Linked DNA regions of Mus musculus: regions 1, 2, 3, 4, 5 and 6 are each linked to region 7. The links are chromatin contacts, called in public ChIA-PET, HiChIP or PLAC-seq, Micro-C, capture Hi-C and promoter capture Hi-C maps. All regions are on one chromosome and are shown on one strand. Each heading gives the region's core, a stretch centred on a gene start, on an enhancer-like site or on the middle of the called end of the contact. The rest is flanking DNA. Distances are from core to core; before and after follow the strand shown.

Evidence for each region. Promoter capture Hi-C pulls out the DNA fragments that hold promoters and counts their contacts. A called contact is a pair of places that touch in the nucleus more often than the background predicts. ChIA-PET counts read pairs in DNA pulled down with a chosen protein or histone mark. HiChIP or PLAC-seq counts read pairs in DNA pulled down with a chosen protein or histone mark. Capture Hi-C pulls out chosen DNA fragments and counts their contacts.
Region 1: a contact with region 7 is called in a promoter capture Hi-C map of pre-B cells, with 4 times the contacts expected there. The contact joins the promoter of Rps6kb1 here to the promoter of Trim37 in region 7. A contact is called at or near these places in 10 of 39 promoter capture datasets (the 3T3-L1 cell line, 3T3-L1-derived adipocytes, the C10 cell line and 6 more), 2 of 484 Hi-C or Micro-C datasets (B cells and embryonic stem cells), 6 of 115 datasets of contacts at active chromatin or transcription factors (astrocytes, bone marrow-derived macrophages, cardiomyocytes and 3 more) and 1 of 9 other capture datasets (liver).
Region 2: a FOXA1 HiChIP or PLAC-seq map of pancreatic cancer cells shows a contact between it and region 7. The contact joins the promoter of Rnft1 here to the promoter of Trim37 in region 7. A contact is called at or near these places in 1 of 39 promoter capture datasets (hippocampal neurons), 2 of 484 Hi-C or Micro-C datasets (CD4 T cells and muscle stem cells), 2 of 115 datasets of contacts at active chromatin or transcription factors (astrocytes and pancreatic cancer cells) and 2 of 9 other capture datasets (adipose tissue and liver).
Region 3: an RNA polymerase II ChIA-PET map of effector CD8 T cells shows a contact between it and region 7, with 8 read pairs. The contact joins the enhancer-like site here to the promoter of Trim37 in region 7. A contact is called at or near these places in 4 of 39 promoter capture datasets (the HPC-7 cell line, cranial neural crest, hippocampal neurons and 1 more), 2 of 484 Hi-C or Micro-C datasets (muscle stem cells and pre-B cells) and 4 of 115 datasets of contacts at active chromatin or transcription factors (astrocytes, effector CD8 T cells, memory CD8 T cells and 1 more).
Region 4: a Micro-C map of embryonic stem cells shows a contact between it and region 7, with 7 times the contacts expected there. The contact joins the promoter of Supt4a here to the promoter of Trim37 in region 7. A contact is called at or near these places in 4 of 39 promoter capture datasets (cranial neural crest, liver and pre-B cells), 2 of 484 Hi-C or Micro-C datasets (embryonic stem cells and pre-B cells) and 1 of 9 other capture datasets (liver).
Region 5: a promoter capture Hi-C map of adipose tissue shows a contact between it and region 7. The contact joins the promoter of Tspoap1 here to the promoter of Trim37 in region 7. A contact is called at or near these places in 3 of 39 promoter capture datasets (erythroid cells, fetal liver and liver), 3 of 115 datasets of contacts at active chromatin or transcription factors (bone marrow-derived macrophages, memory CD8 T cells and microglia) and 1 of 9 other capture datasets (adipose tissue).
Region 6: a contact with region 7 is called in a capture Hi-C map of macrophages, with 4 times the contacts expected there. The contact joins the promoter of Brip1os here to the promoter of Trim37 in region 7. A contact is called at or near these places in 4 of 39 promoter capture datasets (cranial neural crest, hippocampal neurons, liver and 1 more), 1 of 484 Hi-C or Micro-C datasets (CD4 T cells), 2 of 115 datasets of contacts at active chromatin or transcription factors (astrocytes and large pre-B cells) and 1 of 9 other capture datasets (macrophages).

What each region holds. Positions count from the first base shown.
Region 1 is chr11:86,543,137-86,546,324 of GRCm38.p6, forward strand. Rps6kb1 (ribosomal protein S6 kinase, polypeptide 1) reads right to left here and starts at 1,671. Exons shown (of 15, transcript NM_001114334.2): 1 at 1,430-1,671. The coding sequence starts at 1,570. Tubd1 (tubulin, delta 1) reads left to right here and starts at 1,855. Exons shown (of 9, transcript NM_019756.3): 1 at 1,855-2,094.
Region 2 is chr11:86,482,887-86,486,040 of GRCm38.p6, forward strand. Rnft1 (ring finger protein, transmembrane 1) reads left to right here and starts at 1,771. Exons shown (of 9, transcript NM_029788.5): 1 at 1,771-1,913.
Region 3 is chr11:86,585,478-86,588,632 of GRCm38.p6, forward strand. Vmp1 (vacuole membrane protein 1) reads right to left here. Exons shown (of 12, transcript NM_029478.6): 11 at 1,019-1,121. Among named protein-coding and RNA genes, the nearest start is that of Mir21a, 2.9 kb to the left of the region's middle. RefSeq lists an enhancer at 719-2,352. Within about 2 kb of position 1,649, at least 277 of the 459 cell types and tissues checked have an H3K27ac peak or open chromatin away from gene starts, as enhancers often do. A contact at or near this core is called in the HPC-7 cell line, astrocytes, effector CD8 T cells and 3 more, where this site is marked.
Region 4 is chr11:87,736,040-87,739,210 of GRCm38.p6, forward strand. It overlaps Supt4a (SPT4A, DSIF elongation factor subunit), which reads left to right and starts at 1,512. Exons shown (of 5, transcript NM_009296.2): 1 at 1,512-1,629; 2 at 2,128-2,234. The coding sequence starts at 1,561.
Region 5 is chr11:87,759,033-87,762,171 of GRCm38.p6, forward strand. Tspoap1 (TSPO associated protein 1) reads left to right here and starts at 1,509. Exons shown (of 32, transcript NM_172449.2): 1 at 1,509-2,696. The coding sequence starts at 2,370.
Region 6 is chr11:86,199,913-86,203,137 of GRCm38.p6, forward strand. It overlaps Brip1os (BRCA1 interacting protein C-terminal helicase 1, opposite strand), which reads left to right and starts at 1,448. Exons shown (of 7, transcript NR_130959.1): 1 at 1,448-1,640. It overlaps Brip1 (BRCA1 interacting protein C-terminal helicase 1), which reads right to left and starts at 1,281. Exons shown (of 20, transcript NM_178309.2): 1 at 1,197-1,281.
Region 7 is chr11:87,125,738-87,129,093 of GRCm38.p6, forward strand. It overlaps Trim37 (tripartite motif-containing 37), which reads left to right and starts at 1,338. Exons shown (of 24, transcript NM_197987.2): 1 at 1,338-1,757. The coding sequence starts at 1,737.

The DNA of each region.
Region 1 (3,188 bases), core at 421-2,920, 580 kb before region 7:
GCTTCAAATTTAGAACTCACCACATCTGATTAAAAGGCTAAGTGGAATTCCACATGAAAACATGAAATTAAAAAGTGCGTGTAATACCCACATTTAGAACTCTGAAATTCTAACTGAGACTCACTTGATTATGAAAAGAATAATCTATGTGGGCCCACTTAATTTCCTAAAGTGTTCAAAGTCCTTTATACATAGCATTTCAATAGTTTGCCAGAAGGGCACAATTTATTCACTAAAGGAAAACTGGGGGTGAGAAGGAGACCCCATGTAAATACAGCAACTATCTAACATCAGCCATAAACCCATATTCTTCTACAGATGACTTAAAGACATTTAAAGTCACTAGGAGGTTATTACTGATGACATTTGTCCAAGATTGGTTATTTAGTTTGATGTATTTTTTTAACCCTTGGTGTAAAATATGTACGTTTCAGTAAGTATTACTGTAGAAAAAATGGTATACATAAATAACAAACTACTAGGACAGCAAAGGTAAAGCCAAGATGTGCACTAGAAAAGCGACTCTAAATTTAAACTTCAGCAAGGAAAACCCTCACACCACTATTCACAAGTCTCGGTTCAAGCAATTTATTTTTGGCGAGACAAATCACAGCTGTCAACGCTTTTTTTCCCACCCTACAATTACATAAATTATTCTGAAAAAAAAATATAGACATCTTCAACTTGAAGGGAATTAACTTACAAATGCCGTGTGTCGTTATGAATGGGGGTTTTTTTTTCCTTTAAAAAGTCACACGGAAGGGGGGTTAAAAATAAAAGGCAAACAAACAAACCCTGGAAGATGCAGCAGAGCCCCCTTGCTCCCGAAATAAAACTCCTGGTGGCTGTCACAGCAGTGCTACTCCCGACAGAAGTTTTCAGCTGTCACTTCTAACAGCTGAGCGCTTCCTAGGAGAGAAGCGACAGGCCGAGAAGAGAGGTGGTTGTGGGGAGTCTGAAGATTTAAGGCTTGCAATCTTACACTCCACAGGGAAACCCTTCCGCATCTCACCTGCACTAAGGGGGACACCCCAACAAGATCGGCCCTCCCCACCCCCAGCACACGCTCACACCACCCGGGCCGCACTCAAGCCCCACAGCTCCAGAAGCCGACCGCGCGCCTTTTCTCCTCGGCGCTCCAGAAACACATTGCTCCGGGGCAGCGCTCAGCTAGGGATCAGGGCGAGCCCTGCACCTGCGCGCCCCGCAGAGGCCTCACACCTAGGGCCAGGTCCGTCCGCCCGCCCGCCCGCTCCCCGACTCGGCCGCGCGGCGCCTCAGCTCCTCCCGGAGACCGCTCGCGTCCCCCCCGGGTCTCCACGCCCTCGGGCACACCAGGCTTCCCGGGCCCACGCCGCCACCCCGGCCCTGTCACCTCGCCGCTGCCCCCCCACCCCGCCGCCCATACCCCGGGGACCCCGGGCCTCACCCCCTCCTCCAGCTCATCCTCAGAGCCTGCATCTTCTGGCTGGTCCAGGTCTATGTCAAACACTCCTGCCATGTCCTCAGCTTCCCTGTGTCGGAAGTCAGGCGCTAGGTAAAAGCCGTCCCGCCTCCGTCGTCGCCTCATGGGCCCGGACCCGCCGCAGACTCCACGGCTGCTGCCGCCATCACCGGCTGCTTAAGCTCAATGCGTCTGCGCCTAGGCCCCAGACTGGCTCCTCAAGTTCAGCTCCGGCGCATGCGTACAAAGTCTTCTGAAGCCATACAGTGGGCAGCGGACATGCGTAGCATTAGCTCCCGGGGCCAGGTACTGGCAGGAGCATGCGCAGAACACCGTCCGAAGCCAAGCCGGGAAAGTACAGCTTGCGCGTTTCTGTCTAAGGCGTTTGCCGGACACGGAGCATGCGTACCATATCTGAAGTTGATAAATTGAAATTGAACATGCGTGATTAGCCTTCCTAAATAGAAGAAGGGAAACGAGGGTCGAAAAAAGACAAGCCCTCAGCAGAGCTCTTCGCATAAGGAGCGAGCGCATTTATTTGTTCTAAGTAGTTTTTTTTTTTAAAGTATTGAAAGTGAGCATGCGCGTAGTGAGAGGGTTGGTCTTCTGAAGTTTGAACCGAACTGAAACTGCCGGTCGCAGAGCTGTCAGTGAGTGTGGGGTTACCGGGGAGCTGATAGGGAAGAAAGGCAAAGAGAGACTCTTGTCTTTGCTATTTGCTAATTCAGTGGCTTGGAAAAGTTACATAACCCTTCGGTAACTCAATTTCCTTAACTGTAAAGTGAGAATAGAATTACCTACAATGCAGTCTTAGACGTTAAGTTGAAAATCTGGTTCACAAGCCTCTGCTCCTTTCCGGGGCTACATAGACTTGATGTGAAGCACTTATCAAAAATACTCTTTTTAAAATAGTCCCTGTTCTCCGAGAGGCTGAGGCAGAAGGATCATGTGTTTCAAGTCAGCCCAGACTAATTAGACAGTTTCAGGCGTAACTGGGCTACATAGAGAGATGTTGTCTAAAAACAAACAACGTCGTTTAAAAATAATAAAGATTTAGTTTCATATTTTATCTGGTCTTTCTCTAAGCTCCAACTTTGTTTTTCTTTCTTTTCTTTCCGAGACACGATCTCGCTATGTAGCTCTGGCTGTCCTGGAACGCACTGTGTAGGTGCAAACTCACAGAGATCGGTCTGCCTCAGCCTCCCAAGTGTTGTTGGGTTGAAAGGCTTGCACCACTATGCCTGGATCCAACTTTATGCTAGTTGGTTTGGTTTTTGGTTTTCAGAGACAGGATTTCTTTATGTGGCCCTGGCTGTCCTGGAACTCTCTGTGTCCTCAAACTCAGAGATCTGCCTACCTCTGTCTCTTGAGTACTGGAATTAAAGGTATAGCCACCATGACTGGGCTTATTGATCTTAACTGTGCTTTCCGGGCCAGAAGACGGTTGGTGAGAAAACAGAAAATTAATGTTATTGAATGTTCTATTGTTGAGCTAACTTCTGATGTCCATGTAGTGTGAAATGTATACAAAGAATTCCTTCAGGATCATATTTCCTTTAGATTATTTATGTGTGTGAGTATATATGCACATGTGTGTGAATGTGAGCACTTATGCAAATGCACAGGAGATGAGGGCATCCAGCTCTCTCTCTCTCTCTCCCTCTCTCTCTCTCTCTCTCTGAACTTGGGGCTGAGTTTTCTCAACCAAGTGGAAGCTATCCACAGTGGTCCTTCTGTCCGCACT
Region 2 (3,154 bases), core at 521-3,020, 640 kb before region 7:
ATACTAAATGAATCTAAAATAAATACATAAAAAAATAAAATGGGAATTTGAACATTAGGTATATTAAGTTTACAAACTGTTGTTCTGCTGTCGTTGGGGCGTGATTATGTGACATTTCATGATTTTCCTGCTGCCTAAATTTGCATTTATGTTATTTTTTGAGATTTAGAGTTTTACTCTGGGGCTGGTGAGATGGCTCAGTGGGTAAGAGCACCCGACTGCTCTTCCGAAGGTCCAGAGTTCAAATCCCAGCAACCACGTGGTGGCTCACAACCATCTGTAACAAGATCTGATGCCCTCTTCTGGAGTGTCTGAAGACAGCTACAGTGTACTTACATATAATAAATAAATAAATCTTTAAAAAAAAAAAAAAAGAGTTTTACTCTGTATCATAGATTGGCCTGGAACTCACAGCATCTTTCTGTCTTAGTCTTCAAAATTCTAGGATTACAATCATGAGCCACTAATGCTTATCATACGTTCATTTTAGTTTAAAATAAAACTACTCACATAGGATCTCTGCTGTGCACAAAATTTGCAGTCTCAGTTGGCTCCCTGGAACCCAAATAAAGGTAGGAGAGAAAATTTCCCAAAAGTGTCCTCTGTCGTACCAGTTCAGGCACTACCTGTCACCATCACGCACAGGCACAAATAGGCCTGTTCTACTTGGGACCAAGTCTTAAAAAAAGAGAGTGCTAATGTGCTGGTCACAGAGAGAAGCAGATCCAAAAGAGCATTGGGATTTTTTAAAGTGCTTTTTGACTTGAGAGAAATTTAAGAATAGTCTCAAGATGAATGAAGGGCTGAGGCTAAAACCAGTAGATTCAGTTATACTACTATGAAAGGAAGACAAAATTTCATGGCTAAGGAGATTTTGACAAGGTATTTGAAAGGTTTAAGTCAGGTAGAAAGACAAAATTACTGGACACGTAACTCAGAAGTGTCTCTGCAAAAAGCCAAGTGTGTGCAAAACGCCAGACTTTTGCCTAGTCACGTCAGCCTCCGATGAAATACTTAATTTCAAGAATCATAGGAATCCTGTTATACATATGATGTCCTAGATTTTCCAGAACTGTGTTTTTTTTTTTTTTCCTTGTAGTATCTTTTTTCCCCTTTAGTAGCCTTTATTTTAGAAGTCGAGTTCCCTGCTCGCCAACACGGGGTTTTCTAAATCTACTTCCAGGGCCTCACAAACTTCCTGGCGCGTCTGATATCCAGTTCTGGCACCCGGTTCTGGCACGAACTAGGGCACACTGTTCAACTTCAGGCTTGGAACCCGAATCCAGGTCACACAACCTCTCTGCCCAGGCAGCCCAGCGGGTCTGGCGTAGCTAGCAACACGCAGCCGGAAGCCAGATCGCGGCTCCCGGTACGCAGCCCGCTGCCGAGCAGGTTCCTGGACCTACCCATTTTCAACCTCAAGTACTGAAGGACTCCGAAGCGTGTGACTGATCACTAATACACGCAAGACGTGACAGCCACGCAGACTTAATTAGCACACACGTCCGCCACTACGCCACTCGTATAACATCACCAACAGGGCCACAGGGCGACAGGGCGGGTCTACGATGTTCAGGGCGGGGCCTAGATGCGCCCTCCTCCTCCTCCTCCCAGTGAAGGCGGGGCTAGGGACTCGGGACAGGGCCTAAAGGTTCCCTTCTCTGCTGGGAAGGGCGGGGCCGGGATGAGCGCGGGGCGGGGCCTAGAGGCTCCTTCTTCCACTGGGCGAGGGCGTGGCCCGGCGAAGGCGGGCCGCGCGTGACGACGTCTAGGGAGCGCGCGCGCCGCCGCGGGGCCAGGCCGAGCGCTGCTGGTGGCGTCCGAGGCTGAAGGCTTGGCGAGAAGGGCTTGCGGCCGCGTGTCGGGCTGTTGGTATTGTGGCTGCCGAGGCCGCCCGCTCCTGGTCATGAGAGGTCAGGCCTGGGGAAGGGGGTGAGGCGGAGGGTTTCCGGGGAGAAGAGCCGAAGCTCGGACGTGGGTGGAGAACTCTGTCCTCGCGGATTCCGGAAGAGTTGGCGTTGACTTTTCTTTCTCCCTTTCCCCTTTTCTTGTTTATGTATGAAGGAGGGCAGGTTTTGTGTTTCTTTTTTAATAGCAGAGACACAAACTGTCCTGTCCCAAGTCGCTCTTCAGAGAGTGAGGCGATAGAGCCGCTGTGGCTTCCGAGCCTCTTCGAAACGTCACACAGTAACTGCACGGTTTCAGCCAGCCAGCCTCCGCCGCAGCTAGCTCCATCGCGGGGGAAACGGGAGAGGCCCGGCGGTGGGCTCTGCGTTTCGTCGGGCGACAGCACGATTCTGGCACCCTGGTCCGAGATCCACACTGGATCACGTAGGGATCTTGCCCTGCCCACAGCCTCTCTTCTGACACCCCTAACCAAGCCGATGGTGGCATTTTTATTCGGGAGGCTAACTCCTTATTTAGACTAAAGCATCACTTAGCAATTACGTGATGACTCCCCCTAAGGGTCCTCTTTCAAAGGCATTTGACTAACATTCTTTTGGAAGGAGAAGCAATATTCTCGGTGGCACCATTAATTACTGAAAACCTTATTAGCTTTGTGGAAGCTGTTTCAGCATAAAATGAAGTGTTTATTATCTTTGTTGATGCTTAATTAAGGCACTGATTTTTTTCCTTCTAAACATTAATGAATCTGTAAAAAAAAATCTATTGTATTTATTTAGTGTGTGTGTCAGAGGACTTGTGGGAGTCAGTTCATTGCTTCCACCATATGAGTTTAGGGGATTTAACTCAAATTAAAGGTCTTGACTTACCCAGCCATCTCACCCACCCTTAGCAAACTTCCTGATGTGGACTCTGCCTCAGAGTACATGAGCCAACTTATTCAGCATTAGTGCTGCTATTCACTGTGGTATCTGCTGGGCACCCCTTTGACTCTTTGCTGATGTCTTTTGGCACATTTGAAAAATCAAGACATCTGCAGTGCTTTGTACTTTAAGTAGCCCCTGGTTCAAAACTCTTGGTTTGCCAAGTTGGACTTCGAGGTTGGAGTGGGGCAGGGCAGCAGAGCTTTGACAGTTGCAAAGATTGAAGGACCTGAAACTTGTCTGTGACTGTCAACTGCCCCTTTAGTGAACAAAGGACACCTAATGAACCGATGCACTGCTTGTGATTAACTTAGAATGCTTTCTGC
Region 3 (3,155 bases), core at 399-2,898, 540 kb before region 7:
AAGAAAAAGGGTTTCCTCGGTTCAACACTAAGGAGATTATTTGCAACACTTCAAGGGAAACAATGAGAACTTGAGGCTTGCCTATTATACCCAAACAACTAAAAACCGGTCTCTAGGTAGGCTGAAATCCACATTCAGGCCAAGCTTTTCCACACTAGGTTGTCAGTTCAAGCTGTGGGATGGATAGCTGATGCTAACCTGTATGGCTTAGGGAGGGATGGGAGGGTGGGCTGTCCTTTTACACTGTGACAGAGTGGTCTGGTTAGAGTCTATACTTTCTCTACAGCCTTGCAGACCTTGCTTGGAAGGGGAAGAGGACCTAAACTCTGAGAGCTGCTTTTAGAACATAAATGTGAGCCCTCTTTGGCCACAGCGGCAAAGAGCTATTTGAAGTCTAAAGCCAAGGGAAAGCGGCTGCTCTCCCCCAGGCTCCCTGTTCAGGGTGCTGCCTACACATCTGCTGGTTCTTTCCTCTGCCTCAGGAACTGAAGGCAAAACGGCCAGGCAGTTTATTCAAGTTAAAAGTTCAGCTGTGGTAAAAGCCTTGCTTTATTTAAAAGAAAAAAGAAAGAAAGAAAGAAAGAAAGAAAGAAAGAAAGAAAGAAAGAAAGAAAGAAAGAAAGAGAGGAAGGAAGGAAGAAAGGAAAAGAAGAAAAGAAAAGAAAAGAAAAGAAAAGAAAAGAAAAAAGAAAGAAAGAAAGAAAAGAAAAGCAAGCAAGCAGTTGCTTTCCTACAGCAGAAATGAAAGGGGATAACCATTTTACCTACTGCTTGGTGATGGTGCACGTGTTAACTTTTTAACCTAGCCTGGAAATGTATGTAATAACTCATGTAAGATCAAGACAGCATCACACACAACAGAATCCTGTCTTCCATTACCCCATCCTTGTTTCTGAAAAGCCACTAGACATAGACCAATAAACTCCCTCAGCCACCCCATCTAAAACCCGGAGAGCTCCGGATCTAGTTTGAGCCTGCTGATGCCTGCCGAGGGGGGAGAAGCAGGAGGGATCCTCACCTGCGGTGTGCCCGCTTCACTTCTGTGATGAAGCTTCTGCCGCTGCGCCTCCAGGTACTCTTGAAAAGGCTTCTGCAGAGACGGACCTATGCCGGGGACAGCACTGGAGGCAGGTACCAAAGGAAAGACACATTTGGGAAGAAAAGCAAGAGAAATGTTAAAGGAAATCTACTTACCCTTCAGATTAAAAAAAAAAAAAAAAAAAGAAAAGAAGGGCGGCAAGGACTTCATAAAAAGGACAAAATTCAACAATCAGGGTCACAGCAATCCTGTGAAGCTTGGATAGTGATAAAATTCCTCCTGAACTCCTTAGAGGTCTCGCCAGCAGTAATGCATTTGGGAGAAAGTAGGAGAGAGCTCAGAGCCACTGCTATGTCAGGAGGGCGAGGCTAGTGCAGCTGAGACTGCACACTGCTGTGGCACAAAGAATAAAATGAATGACTTCTGAGAAGTCCCACATTTATCACCACTAGTTCCTGTAAGAACTGGTTTAAACCGATTAATAAGGAAATGACTTATGCTTGTGTCATCTCTAGTTAAAAAAGAAACTGCCCTCCCTCTCTCTGACTGTCCCGTCTTCTCAGGGGGATGGGGTGGGTGGGAGGTGCTTTCTCAATCTAAGTCCTTATTAGGACAACCCCTGCGTCATCCTTATCCAAAAAGAATGCATTAGCACATTGGGGAGGCACCTCCCCCCAGCCAGAAGTCAGTGATTAACAAAGGAACAGAGAGGAACTGCGGACCCTGAATCATTTCATGGCTTATGATGGATGTTTGCCCAGAAACTCCTGTACATTACTAAACAGCTTGTTCCAAGATGTCTGGATAGCTATCTCTGATAAGGCTCTGGACCAACCAAGGTCCCCAGAGTTCGTAGAGCTAGGGCTGTAAAACCGGTCTGGCAACTGAAGCTACCAGGCTCCGGTCCCCCGCCACCCCTCCTTTTCTTTTGATAGCTAACAGGTTGTGTTAAACGGTACTGTGGGGCAACTTTGAAAAGTAAACACCCTTACTTCCTGTACCCTTTATTTTCTCATCTGTCTTATTTGCTACAAGGCAAATAAGCCCGTACTTTTCCTAGGGCCAGAAAAAGTATAGCAGGCACATGTGCGCAGTGCCCAGTGCTACCCCGAAAGCGTACTGACACCAGTGAACGATTTCCTCACCCCCCCCCAAGCAGAATAATAAGAGAAGACTCTTTTTTGCTACTATATTTGCCAGCCAGCAACAACTTCCCAACTGCTAGCCATTCTTTTTCTTTTGTACTATTATTACCTATCAGTCTTTTACCTAGTAATATCTTTAACGTTTAATGGAGTCCCTACTTTGTGTCCACACTATAAAATAGAAAAGCAAAATGCAGCTGGGCATATTAGCACACTCAAGTAGTCCCAGCTCTCATGAGACAGGCAGGTGAGTCTCTGTGAGTTAAGAGGTCTTTTGTAGGGACAGTTAGGACAGCCAGAGCTACACGGAGACCTTGCCACAAAACCAAACAGGAGAAAGTACAATCCTAGAGACTCAATGTAGAAAATAAACGCTAAGAGAACTGGGAGGGGAAGGAGAGATGACTGAGGGATGGTGATTATAGCCTAAACAGACAAGCTTTGAGGGCGAGGCAATGCAGTCCGACTGCCGACTGCCAACCGCAGACCTACAATGGCAAACAGTGAGGCAGTGCAGTCCCAGGTGGGACTCGCTCTCAGTAGGTGGACATCTCCTTAGGAGCTTAAGCAACTCTTCCTTATAGTACAGGCAGGAAGGCAATTAGTCTCTCCATTTACACTAGGAATATATTCTCTAGATAACAAAACAATTCCAGCAAAGTGTGTGGACAGATACACTGCCTTTGACTGCACCACTGTACCCAGAGGACAACGTCTGGTTCTTCCCTCCTACATGTGGGTCCTGGGAACCTAACTCAGCTTGTTAAGCATCCTTACCTGCAGAGCCACCTCACAGGTCCCCACAAAGTATTCTTACACCAGAGATTTTGAATGAAAAAAAAAAAATTAAAGCTACTACAACAAGTGCTTTTAACCACTGTGTCAGCTTTCTTTTTTTTTTTTAAAGATTTATTTATTATTACACATAAGTACACTGTAGCTGTCTTCACACATACCAGAGGAGGTGTCAG
Region 4 (3,171 bases), core at 262-2,761, 610 kb after region 7:
AAACAAACATACAAACAACAAGGGCCTCTCACTTGAACTTGCCTGGAGTCCCTGGGATCTGCCTATCTCTGGCCCCCAGTGCTATGGTTAGAGTAGCAGACCATCAAATCCCACTTATATGTGGTGGGTCCTGAGCCAGCTCCTCAGCAGGATACCTGCCTTTTACCATAAATAAAATGATCCTCCTTCAGAGATGATAGAAGGCTTACATGAGATAGCACAGTGAAAATGTATTCCAAACTGAAAAGAGATTTCCCGGTGCTAGAAAGTATCTAAAACCCAGTCACTGAACCCCATGTGGATGCAGTTTGGGATAAAGCCTAGAATCAGTCTTGCTGTCCCTCAGTTTCAATGAGAAGGGCTGGAAGGACAGAACAGCGGGATTGCAACTATTTATATCCCAGCGCTCCAATTCAGATAAACACAAATGACCAGGCTTTTGCCTACATTCCAAGAGCCTTTGCTCTGTTCACACCGCACCAGACCTCGTATTTCTGTATGGTTTGCTCAGGATATTATCTCGGTGCCATTTAAGGAGACAAGGAGGAATTTTGTGTCCTACACAGTAAGCACATTGGCAGCTGGGGTGGGGTTAGAGTATGAGAAGTGAGATACCTAATCCACAGATGTTCCCATGGAATTATGTCTAAATGTGCCGAGAGTTTTACAAAGCGTAAATTATGAGCCAGGCGCGCAATCGAGAGGCTTTTAGGAGGAATTAAATACGCGTTTCCCTCTATCCAACACGCCTCCCCTTTCCCCGTCGGCACGGCTCAAGCTAGCATTCCTGGGGACCGCAAACGAAACCCTATCACGCTCTCCCAGTTACAAGAAGGGGTGGGGCCTCGTCGGGTTTTTGTCTCTGCAGGCGTCCAGAAAGGCAAGACTCATTGCCTCGAGCCTTAAAACAACCTAGCGCGAAGCGGCGGGCTTGTATTCTGAGCATTCCGGACACTGAGACGAGGGGCTTGTGTCAAAAAGTCAAATACCCGGGCGTGGTGGTGCGCGCCCATAATCCCAGAACTCCGAAAGTGAAGGCAGGAAGATCAGGAGTTCAAGATCACCGTCCCGTACTCAGAGGCCAACTTAGGAATTAGCATTGTCTCAATAAATGAGCAAACAAAATAAAACAAGCAGACAAAACAATCTAGGTTTTCCTCGGGAGTCTGAAGAGCACTCAGGCCAGAGCATTTTGGGCTCCATCAAAAGGCCCGCGTCGCGAGGCGCAGTCCCGCCAGTCGCCCCGCTCCACGCTTCCTGCGCATGCTCCAACCTCCCCCAGCTGCCCCGCCCCTACGGGCGCATCAGCTCCCAGCGCGCGCGCCGTCTTCCGCTCGCTCTCGCGAACCAGGTGACGGGCGCGCGCGCGGCCCAGGTGACCGGGCGGCCCCGCCCAGCGCTCCCGCGGGAGGAACCATCTTCTCCACGGGGAGGGAGGGGCGGGGCCTGCGATGGCCGGCACCGGAAGCGGAAGCTGCGTGCCCGACGCGTCTGGCATTCTGGGTAATGGTCTGTTTACTTCCTGCGGCTGGAGGAACCTGTGTTGTCGTATCGGTGAGGATGGCCCTGGAGACGGTACCAAAGGACCTGCGGCATCTGCGGGCTTGTTTGCTGTGCTCGTTAGTCAAGGTGTCCGTTGGGGCCTTGGTTGTAGGAGCGATCGGGGAGGCGAAACGGGAGAAAGAGGGTGAAATGGGGCCAGACACAGGAAAGGAAGGCTCTGAGATTCGGGGAGTGGGAAGCCCGAAAGCCTAAGGGAGCCGTTGTTTCCGTCCACGGAACGCGAGCCGGGTGGCTGTGCCTACTGGGGGCTGCGTTGCAGTTCTCGGCATAACTGAGCACAAGTTTGTCTCCCCGACAGACGTTCGGTGAACTTGCTGTGGTGGACTGGAAAGACACTAGGAGCCAGAGCAGCCGAGAGAGTAGCAGGAGAGGGTACCTGACCCCAAAGAGGCTAGAAAATATGTAAGCTGAATTAGGGACGCGAGCAAAAAGGTATGAGGGTGGAGTTTAGGAACAGTTTGGAGAGGAGAGGGTGTTGGGTTGTATAGAAAACGAAGAGGTTGGCTTTGTTGAAATATTAAGGCGTTGTTCATGCTCATACTTGCTTTTTTTTTTTCTTTCCAGACTATAGACCAGTTCGAATATGATGGGTGTGACAATTGCGATGCATACCTACAAATGAAGGGCAACAGAGAGATGGTTTATGACTGCACCAGCTCTTCATTTGATGGGTAAGCCCCTTTCACGCGCCTTTGTTTACTTCTGCACCCAGAAAGTTAATATGGGATAGATTTTTGAGGTCATAAGACTAGCTGGTCTCAGCAGTTCTGAGAGCTAGTCTATGTGTCCAGCCCAGTAGCTGTAAACTTTTGTAGTGTAAGACCCCCTTTCGGGGACCCCCGCTCTAGTCTCAGGAGTGTGAGAGCACCCAAAGAAACACGAGGACCCATCTTGCTGTAATTACATGAGGACGTTTAATTACGGAGCTCCGGACCGACATGTATCCCACACAGGAGATAACGGATGCCGGCCACGAGGCTCGAAAGCTTGGGGGTTTTATGGGGTAAGGGGCTTAGGGGTGTGGAATTGAGCATAGCGACACACTATTGGCTTATTCAAACATTAACAGAAAGATTACATGTACGTGCAGGGTGTCAGAGTTCTGTGAGTAGTTGACTCAGTTCAGATAGCCCTGTTATGTCCTCACATTCCCCTTTATCTTATGGTCAAGATGTTCCCAGGAATGTTTTAACTATGGGGCATACCCAGGTTTGTTTTTCTCTTTTCTCAGCCCCAGGCAGCCTCTAGGCTCACAAACAACCAGCAATTTCTGAGTACTTTATATGACTTACAGGTCTTGAAATTTCATCTTTCTTTCAGTAGCTACTGAGTACTTGACATGTGGCTAGTTCAAATTCGAATATGCTTAAGTGTCAAATACATACCAGCAAACAAAGATTCAGGGTGAGGAAAAAGGATGTCAAATGATCTGAATTTTTAAAAGATTAGTTAAATATTGAAACAATGTTTTAGGGTTATTTGATTAAAATAAATATTGAAGCAGGGAAGTGGTGTCGTACGCCTTTAATCCCAGCACTTGGGAGGCAGAGACAGGTGGATTTCAAACCAAAAAAAAAATTAAAAAATAAATATTGAAGTTATTTTCAT
Region 5 (3,139 bases), core at 259-2,758, 630 kb after region 7:
ATTTAAGGCATGGGGGTGGGGTGGGGCTGGGCTGAGGATATGGTTTAGTGGTAGAGTGCTTGCCTAGCATGCAAGAGACCTTGGGTATACAGAAGGATGTGTATAAGCCATGGGCGGATATTTCATCACCTTACATAAAAGGACTTAAGCATTTGAGAACTTAGTGGGGTATCCTGAGATGATCTTATAGACAGTCCCCTTAGGCATGGAGGGGTGAGAATATATATACAGAGACTGCGTGCACATCATGCCAGGCAAGTTTATCATGTACATAGATCATTGTATGCCATTGTACATTATTATATGACAATGTATGTCATAATGTGTTAGTGCTGTATAATGGCATGATATCTGTGATTTATAGCAAAATGCAATGATAAACTCATACGTAATTGCATGCACATAGACATTGTAGCAAATAGACATACAATGACACAAAACCATGCACAGATATATATCCAATGAGATTCATAGACAAAATAGCACACATACATGCAGTGATCTCCATGTATACACAGACATACTATGCATACTCTTCTATACATACATGTAATATGACATGCATATGCATGCTGACTGAAAGTTACATGACATAGCATGTGTACTGATGTTTAGACTGCTTTAGAGAAATGAATGTTACCTTCTCTCTTATGCAACTCCAACCCCTACCCAGTTCCATTGGCTCTGGCCTGGGTGGAGCCTACTGTCTGGGTGGGGGGTGTTCTCTATGCTTTAGCTGCTATTCCATAGGGGTGCCACATGAGGGCCCTCGACCTTGGCTTGTCTTGCGTCTAGGAGCAACATTCTTATCTCTCGAGATCTAGGTGCCCCACATACAGGCAGACACCTAGGTTGGGGCAATTCCTATGTCCTTGTTCCCAAAAGCCATTTTTTTTTCATAGCAAGTAAATAAATAAAGCCTAATGCTAGACAGAAGATGAACTTCCTGATGGTTGAGGGAAAATCAGCCCAAAAGGTCCTGTCTTATGATCTCTCCTGCTAGCCTGTGAAGGCTGGGCTGTCCCCCAAATGTGATCTGCCATGGGGAAGCTGAAGTCGTTTTTCAGCCTATTTCAACACTCTGTCCTTTTGCTCGTCTTTCTATTTTCAGACTTTTATTTCTTTGTTTTATTCCAAATCCCACCATTTCAGCTCTGTCCTTTTCTACAGCTAGGTCTCTGTCACATTGTTCTATCCCCATCAGTCTTGCCTGAAAGGAGAGGACTGTCTCTACTCCCTTTCCTCTGCACCCTGGAAGTGAGGGTCTGTGGGGTCAAGGGGATGAAGAGGCCATGTTGGGGGGTCCGGAGGGGGTAGCTTTCTAACCTACCATCCAGTAAGGAACCTGCTCTTTCCACTGTCCCGACCCTGCCAGCTTGCCTGCCGGTCCAGCCCACCAGTCCAGCTCCATCGTCATGGAAACCAGCAGCTGACTTCCTATTGGTGGGCAGGAGGGGAGGAGGAGGGGGAAGGGAGGGATGATGATGCTCCCCTGCTCCCCACTCCCCATTCTGAGGCTCTGCCCTCCTTCGTGCCCACCATCTCATTTGGGGAGCTCCGGGACCGCGAGGGACCCTTGCAGTCCCTCGAGCTGAGACTAGCTGAGGCAGAGACTATGAGGCAAGCCGCCCATCGACCCAGGCCTCCTTAGGACCGCCCAGCCACCCAGCAAGCAACTGATCGGCGGCAGCCAGCGGAGAGAAAAGCTGGAGATAAAGGACCACAGTGGATCACTGGGGATCATTCCCAGGAACTCCTGCGGACCCTTTCCAGGCAGAGTGGTCGTGATGGGTGGCCAGACTCACAGACACTGAAAGACACACGCCACTACAGATACACCGGGCTTTACAACACTGAGACAGGACCGGCGACAGCATCACACACTGCCACAGCCCTGCAATACAGACAGCCCCTACCCCCACGCAGAAACAACTGGTAACTCTTAAATAGGCACAGACAGTGACACATAGCACCACCCTTCTCAACATACACAAGTCGGAGTATTCATCCTCCAATCACATAATAAAACATCACTGACCTGCAGGGACAGACCTGGAGGCACACGTACATATATACCTTCAGCCAGGCACTCCTGGTGGTGGTCTCTCACCCCCCCACACACACCCCGTACACACACACACACACACACAAGAGAGAGAGAGAGAACCATGAGCAAACCCCAGCTCCAGTCTGGCAACCCCGATACCTTCTGAACCCTCCTTCGTGGGTGGGAAGAGCTCAGCCAACCTCTGATGGACTCGGTGAAGCCAAACACTTACAGGGAGAATGGTCTAGTCTGGCATGACCCTTGTCAGTCTTCCCGCTGGTGATGTCCCCAGGTCCAGGTTCGGGGGCCCCTTGCCGAAACCATGGAGCAACTGACAACCCTCCCACGGCTTGGAGACCTTGGAGCCATGGAGCCATGGGCACTGCCTGCCTGGCAGCACTGGACTCAGGGCCAGGGGTGCAAACCTGGAGATGCATCTCCAAGCATTGCTGGTACTCCGACAGCTCTGCAGGTTAAAGGATTGAGGTTTGAAGAGAGTTCCAAGCCTGAGGGAGCTCATAGCCCTGGACCTGTCGGAAATACTGATCCTGAAGCAACAGAGACCGGGCTGCCTAAGCTGGGGCAGCAAGCAGAGAGCCCTGGGTACAGCTGTTCCGGGCTGGAGGAGGAGGAGGCACAGGCTTATAAGGTAAGAGAGGATGGAGAGGGCTGCAAGATGGACTGGCCATAATCTGTAGTCCCACTGCCCACATTTCTTGTCTCTGTCTCTGTCTCTCTCTGTCTGTGAGTCTGCCTGTGTGATTATCTGTCCTTCCTTCCTTGGACGGGAATCTAAGTGGCCTCGCTCTGTTCTCTCTGGCTCTGGCCCTCAGTGTGGGTACATGTGTCTCTTTCTGATTATGTTAGGTCTCTTCCACCACGAGTCTGTCTGGGGGGAATCTTGGTATGCTGGGGGGTGTGGAGGTGGGCTTGGTGCTGGGCTGAGCCAAGGAAGATTTTGTTGTGGGTGGGTGTGAGTGAGCTAGCTACTGGAGAGGATGAAGGAAGCAGGACTTTAGTGGAGGGCAGGGGACTCTACAGACCCAAGATGTCTAGACGGATGGGGAGGGAGTTTGATCTGCCATTACCTAA
Region 6 (3,225 bases), core at 198-2,697, 930 kb before region 7:
ACAGAATAGGTTCCCTCCTCTCACCATGTGGGTCTCAGGAATTAAACACTGCTAGCTCGGTTGAGTCCTTTACCTGCTGAGTCAGCTCAGTAATTCTGAAATCAGGAGATTATAATTGAAACAAAATAGATTTAAATCCCACTGTTTGCATCACCTAACCTCCCAGACACTTTTATTGACTGAAGAATTTCGACAGTGGTGAGAAAATCTGGTAAACTCAGTCTGTGAATGGAGATGGTTAAGACAGAAGGTACAACAGGTCATGAAGTCAATAACTTTAACCACAGCTTCTGTGCTCCAAAAAACCCACCACTCTTAAGTTATTTTTCATTTCTAAATATTGTTCTGTCAGACAAGACCTGCATAAAATCAAGCCAAGGAGACCTGTCAACATCCCATCAGGCAGTACTAATTGGACTCATTGGGTGGGAGGGGCGTGTGAAGGGGTCCCGAAGCAGTGTGAAGGATGTACTGGGGATAGGTCAAGATACTTTGTATATATGCATAAACTATCAAAGAATAAATAAAAGATATTGTTAGAAAAAGTATCCAATCACTGATTTTTATCTGTAAACCTCTGAGGTTTAATGGACTCTAACAGCTTATTCTGAAGCAAAAACTCAATATTGTGTTACTAAAATTAATCGAGATGGCAATCTATGCCTGAAGCTGTGGCAACATTCCTCTCAAAACTCATCAGACAATCACACTTCCGGATGTGGTGGCGCAATTCTTCTGGCCCCCAACAATCTCTGGTGGATCTCTGTACGATCGATCGAGGGCAGCCAGGTCTGCACTCCGAGTTCCAGCCCAGCCAGAGCTGGAGGGTGAGACCCTGTCTCTTTAAGAGAAGGGGGGGGGGGGGGCGGGTTAACAAATCTGTAGCCCTTCCAGAAGTACCGCGGAAGCTGGGGCTACCTCCAGCCTGCGTTCACAGAATGTAAGGACAGGCTCCCTGGCCCTCAGCTTTCCTTCCCCAAGCTCCTAGTTCTCACATGTCCACGGGGAGCCACACCATAGAGCCCGAGAGCCCGCCGGCGCCAGCCTGCAGGAGCCCGTCCCCTCCCCGCGCCCTCCTTTCCATTTGCCCACGGCTGGCTCCCGCTCCCAGAGAAAAGGAACGGCTGACGTTTGACAGAAGGCAACGCGGAGCCGACCTACAAGGAAAGCTCGCGAGTACGAAAGTCCTCCCTCACCGGCTGTTCCGACGCTGCCAGGTACCAAGGTACAGCCACTCCTCCCTCTCCAGGCTGCACTCCGCAGCGCCACACAGATGAATTCGCGCCTCCCGCCCCTCGGTTCCCAGTCAGCCAATCACACAGCCAGACCGGAAAAGGAAACAGCCAATCATCGTACGAGGCCAACGCTATACCGCCCAATGGGAGCCCGCGAAGTAAAATCAACCCTCGAGTACTTGGCGGGACCGGAAGACGAGCACCGCCCCTCCCCCAAACCCCACCCCGCGAAAAAGACTGGGACAAGTTCCGCACATTTGCTTGAAGGAAAAAAAAAAATTCTTGTACTGTGAGACTTTAAGAAGCACAAAATGGGCGTTAGACGGGTCTTACATTTGGTGCATTGACCGGGAATCGTCCTGCTGGCGGGTCCAGTGACAGGAGACCGGAGGATTGTTCGAGCAGGTACCGCGGCTGTGTCTCTTTGTGTCCGCCCTTGGCGTGCGTCTATTCCGCGCGTCTATTCCGTCTGTTCCCTCTATTTTGAGTCGGCTGCAAGTCAGTTTGGTTTCGGTTTGCAAAGGAGTTGTCTGCCGGGGGTTGCCAGAAGCGACCTTAACGCTGCGGTAACGAAGAGTCCTGGAGGACGCTCCAGACTCTCAGAGTGGGAAGTCGGATCCGATCCGCGAGATCCGGGAGGGCTCGACTTCATCTGGGGGTCAGTGGCAAAGAGACCACTACCAAGTTATTCAGTGTATCTTCTGTGGCGCTCGTGGCAGGGGCGCGTTGGTATTTTACTTTCTGTTTTTCTTTTTGTGTGTGGACTGGGACTGACGTTATTTTTGGACAGAATGGGACACTGACCTTCCACCCCTCCGAGTTTTACTCTAGAACATTGGAGGGAGGTTAAGACTAGAGCTCACAATCTCTCAGTAAATGTGAAGAAAAATAAATGGTTTACTTTTTGCTCGTCAGAGTGGCCCACCTTTCAGATTGGATGGCCTCCTGAGGGTTCTTTCTCACTGCCTCTTATATTGTCCGTCAAGAGGTGCATTTTTGGTGCTGGCTCGAAGAGCCACCCTAATCAGGTCCCATATATCATAGTGTGGGAAGATTTAGTCACCGATCCCCCTCCTTGTGTTCGCCCGGTTCCTCTTCAGGACCAATGGCTGTGCCAATCTTCGCCCTTCAGGATAGGCCCAAGAAAGATGTTCTCCCCACCACGGATACTGATCTTCTTCTTTATCTCCCTCCCCTTTATCCTCTCTCTCTCTCTCTCTCTCTCTCTCTCTCTCTCTCTCTCTCTCTCTCTCTCTCCTCATGCAGCTCAAGCTGCAGGGCCTTTGGCCCCGCCCATTCCGCCTGGAGAATCAGGGGGACTCGCCATCCTCCTCCCTCCCCAGGTCAGAGGGACCTGCTCAGGAGACTCAGAGACAGTGGAGGCAACTCCTGAGGGTGCCCATATTCTGCCCCTCCCGGCCTATGGTCCCCGGATGAACAAGGTCATCAGCCTTTCAGTATTGGCCGTTTTCCTCCAATGACTTATATAACTGGAAAACTCATAACCCCTCATTTTCTGAGAATCCACAAGGTCTAATTAACTTAATTGAATCACTTCTCCCATCAGCCCACATGGGAAGATAGTCAGCAACTGCTTCAGGTTCTCTTTACCACAGAGGAAAAGCAGCGAATCCTTGAGGCTAGGATACATGTCCCGGGGTCAGGTGGGCGCCCTTCCCTCCTGCCAGGGAATATTGATGCAGGCTTCCCATTGACCAGACCGAACTGGGACTTCAACACCCCTAAAGGTAGGGAGCACCTGAAGGTCCACCGCCAGGCTCTGATGGCAGGTCTCAAAGGGTCAGCACACTGCCCCACCAATTTGACTAAGGTAAGGGAAGTGGTACAGGGGCTGAATGAGTCTCCCTCTGCCTTCCTAGAGAGACTCATGGAGGCCTTTCGCCAGTTTACCCACTATGATCCTAGCAGTGAAGAGCATAAGGCAACAGTTACTGTTGCCTTTATTGACCAATCTAGCAGAGATATTAGG
Region 7 (3,356 bases), core at 88-2,587:
GACATGGGAACATCAGCAAAAAGGTACAATTCAGGACACGTTAGTAAAATTATTCTGCAACTATCAGCCTGCATCTAGTTCAAAGACCATAAGTGGTTTGAAATGAAAGCCTTTTTTGCTTTTGGTTTTTCAATACACGGTGTCATTGTGTATCCCTGATTGTCCTGGAACTCCACCTGCCTCTGTCCCCCAAATGCTGGGACTAAACGAGTGCTCCACCATGCCCAGCTTGTGAAAGCATATTCTATCTCTACTTAATTAAATTATGTGTGTGTAGATTATTTTGGGTTATATTAATATATGTGCATGTGAGTGTGGGTGTTTTAGGTGGGCAGAATGGAGTTGGAGTATAGGCTGGAGACCAAAGGCAGGGTTAGAGAGTGGTCCTCCCCCGGAGTAGCAAGTATTCTTAACCTCTGGGCCATCCGTCCTACCTCCATAAATCTTGTTTATAGTTCATATAATTTTTAAAAAATGTTGCTAGTAACGAAAAGATTCTTTCTAGATTATCAATTCTCTGGATTGGGTTCATAAATAACTTTGTAATAAGCTTAAGAGAAGAATTAAGATTTAAGTATTTGACCAACGCCTTTTGTCTCACATACCCTCAATTTCTGCACCCTAACTGGTCTCTTCTGGAAGGAATTTAGAAGCGATTCCCTAGACTCTTTGTTAGTCCCCATAGCAAAAACAACTCAAGCTGCAAGAAAGCCTTAGTCGGTGGGATGTGGATCCAATTGTCTCACCAAAATGAGAAGACGTGGTACCTCTCCCCTGCAATCCTTACTTCCAGGAAGCTTGGAGACTTCACTATACGTCCAGTCTATCATGAACTAAAGAAACCTTGTCTCAAAATAACAGGTCAAGAGAAATCGCCGGTCCATTACAATTGGAGCTTTCAAATGCATTTACTATGGAGGGGGACTAAGTTTTTTTTTTTTTTTTTTTTTTTTTAAAGCTTAAAGTCTGCGTTTCCTCCCAGAGGCGGAAAGCAAACACTAACCAAGCAAGAGTTCCCGGCTCCAGGGTCTCCTTAGGTGACCCACAAACAATGGGAACGCAAATAAGACTCTCCGTCCCTTCCTAATACTCGGGAGCGTGGCTTCTTCCAATTAGGACGCACCAAGGAGCCTACATCACTGGCGGTAAAATCTGCGAGGCGAAGGGCACCGCGCCGACGCCCGACACGCCTCCCCGCGGCACCGCCTCTCCAAGTCTCGTGTGCTGCGCGCACCGCGGGAACCGGGCGCCCGCCTCTCCTCCCGCCCCGCTCCGCCCCGCCCCTCCCCTCCCCTCCCGCAACGCCGAGTGCGCGTGCGCATCGCGTCCGCCCCGTTGCCGCGCCTCTAGCTGCCCTGGTTACCGTTGGTGTTTGCGAATTCTCTGTGGCGCCTGTTCCGCCCCGGACGGGCCCCGCGGCGGTTTTCACACGCGCGCGCCGGCGTCACGTGGGCCAGGGCTCCCACGCGGACGCAGGCCAGCTGCTGAGGCGGGAGGAAGGCGTTGCGGCTACCGCTAGCCCTTCCCTCTCCGCCCCAGGGCTGGCGCGCGGATAAAAAAAAATGGCGAAATGCGGGGTAGCCGGTGGGGAACCCGACGGGATGGGGCGCGGAGGTGGCACTGTTGTGGGAGCCTGCTGAGGTGAGCGCAGCTGACCTGGCGACCTCGGGCCGGCGCCTGACAGCGCAGACACGGACTCCGAGGGTCGCCGAGGGCCCCGCCGAGAGCCGGAGGCAATGGATGAGCAGAGTGTGGAGGTGAGGGGCATCACGGAGGGTGGCGGCTGGGCTCCTTTTCTATCCGGGGCCCCATGCGCTCGCCCTCCCTGTGGGAGGCAGCCTCTGCGAGTCGCGGAGAGGGAGGCTGGCCCGGCGGTAGTGCTTCCAGCCCTCAGCATGCCCGGTGCTGAATCTGTTCCGCAGTCAGGTGCTGCGGAGCTCCAGCGATGCCTTGGCACCTGCTCTCGTCGCTGTTTGCAGGCTGAGCCTTTCTAGAGCAAAATTGCAAATTCATCGGAAGGACTTGCCCTGCTTTCTCGCCACGACTTGCTCTGCATGATTAAACATTTTTTTCACCCTCAGCGGTTCATTTTGTAGGACACACACACCTCTCTCACACTCGACTGACTTAAAGACTAGTAGTTTCCAGCATTGATTCTTGTAAGATGATTTCATGATTGGGGTATTTCCATAAAGGCTAGAATCATCAAAACGATTGCTTGGGGGCTGGGGGGCGTGAACCGTTCAGAGACTAAAGTACTACATGATTTTTGCTTTTTAAAAATAAGGGATAACTTACTGAGCATTGCTCTTGAGATTAACCCAGTTCACCCCCATGGTTTTATTGTCTTCCCAAAGCCAGTTAAGAGTCCGCATCTCTCAGGACCTGGTCTTGCAGTTATGACCATCAGTAATTTTCTACTTAATTGCTCTTGTGAAAGTTGTGTGAAGGTTTTGTAAACTTTTCTTGGTTTTAGGAGGGTTTAATTTTTCTGGAATGGAGTAAAAATAGACGTGGGTAAACTTCCCTGTTTTCAATTTTTTTTTAGTTATTAACTTAATGTCAATAGGGACACTCGCATTTATAGTGGCTGCAGATTTTCAGGCTCACATAATTAGTTGATTACATCAGGACAGAAATTCAGATTCTGAATTAGTTTGCCTCTAATCACGATATCTTTACAAATGTTTGTTTATTTAGTGTGTGCATGGGTGTGCATTGATGTGCCGGCGTGGAGGTCAGGACAACTTGGAGTTGCTTCTCCTTTTACCATGTGGGATTCCTGGGATAGAAGTCAGGTCTTCAGGTTTGGTGGTAGGAGCCTTTGGCAATGCTGAGCCACCTTGCCCGTTCCAGTATATCTTCTTAAAAATTTGCTCATGTCTGGACTCAGTGATGCATACTTTAATCCCAGCCCTTGGGAAGCAGAAGCAGGCAGATCTCTGATTTCTAGGCCAAGATAGTGAGCACAAGGTGTTTCAGGCTGGCCTGAGCTACATAGTGAAACTGTCTCTTAAAAACAAATTCCATCCCTTAATTACAAAAGTAGTTCATCTCCATTGTGGAAATCACAGAAGTAAAAAGTTGTCATTGTGTATTTAGTCATGCAATCTTTCTTCCATTTCTTACTGATACACACATACACAGTTTTCTACTATAAGTATTTCTGCATGCTGTATTTGGCATAATTTACTTAGTATTTGTCTGTAAGGGCTGTAATCACATTCTTACTTTTATTATAAGTACCCCCTCAGTAAGAATATTTCTACATAAAGTTTCTCTTTGCATTTCATGGTTTCATTTTTTTTTTTTGATGTGTATCAGAGTGAGTATGTGTGTGTCTGTGTGCTTGCGTG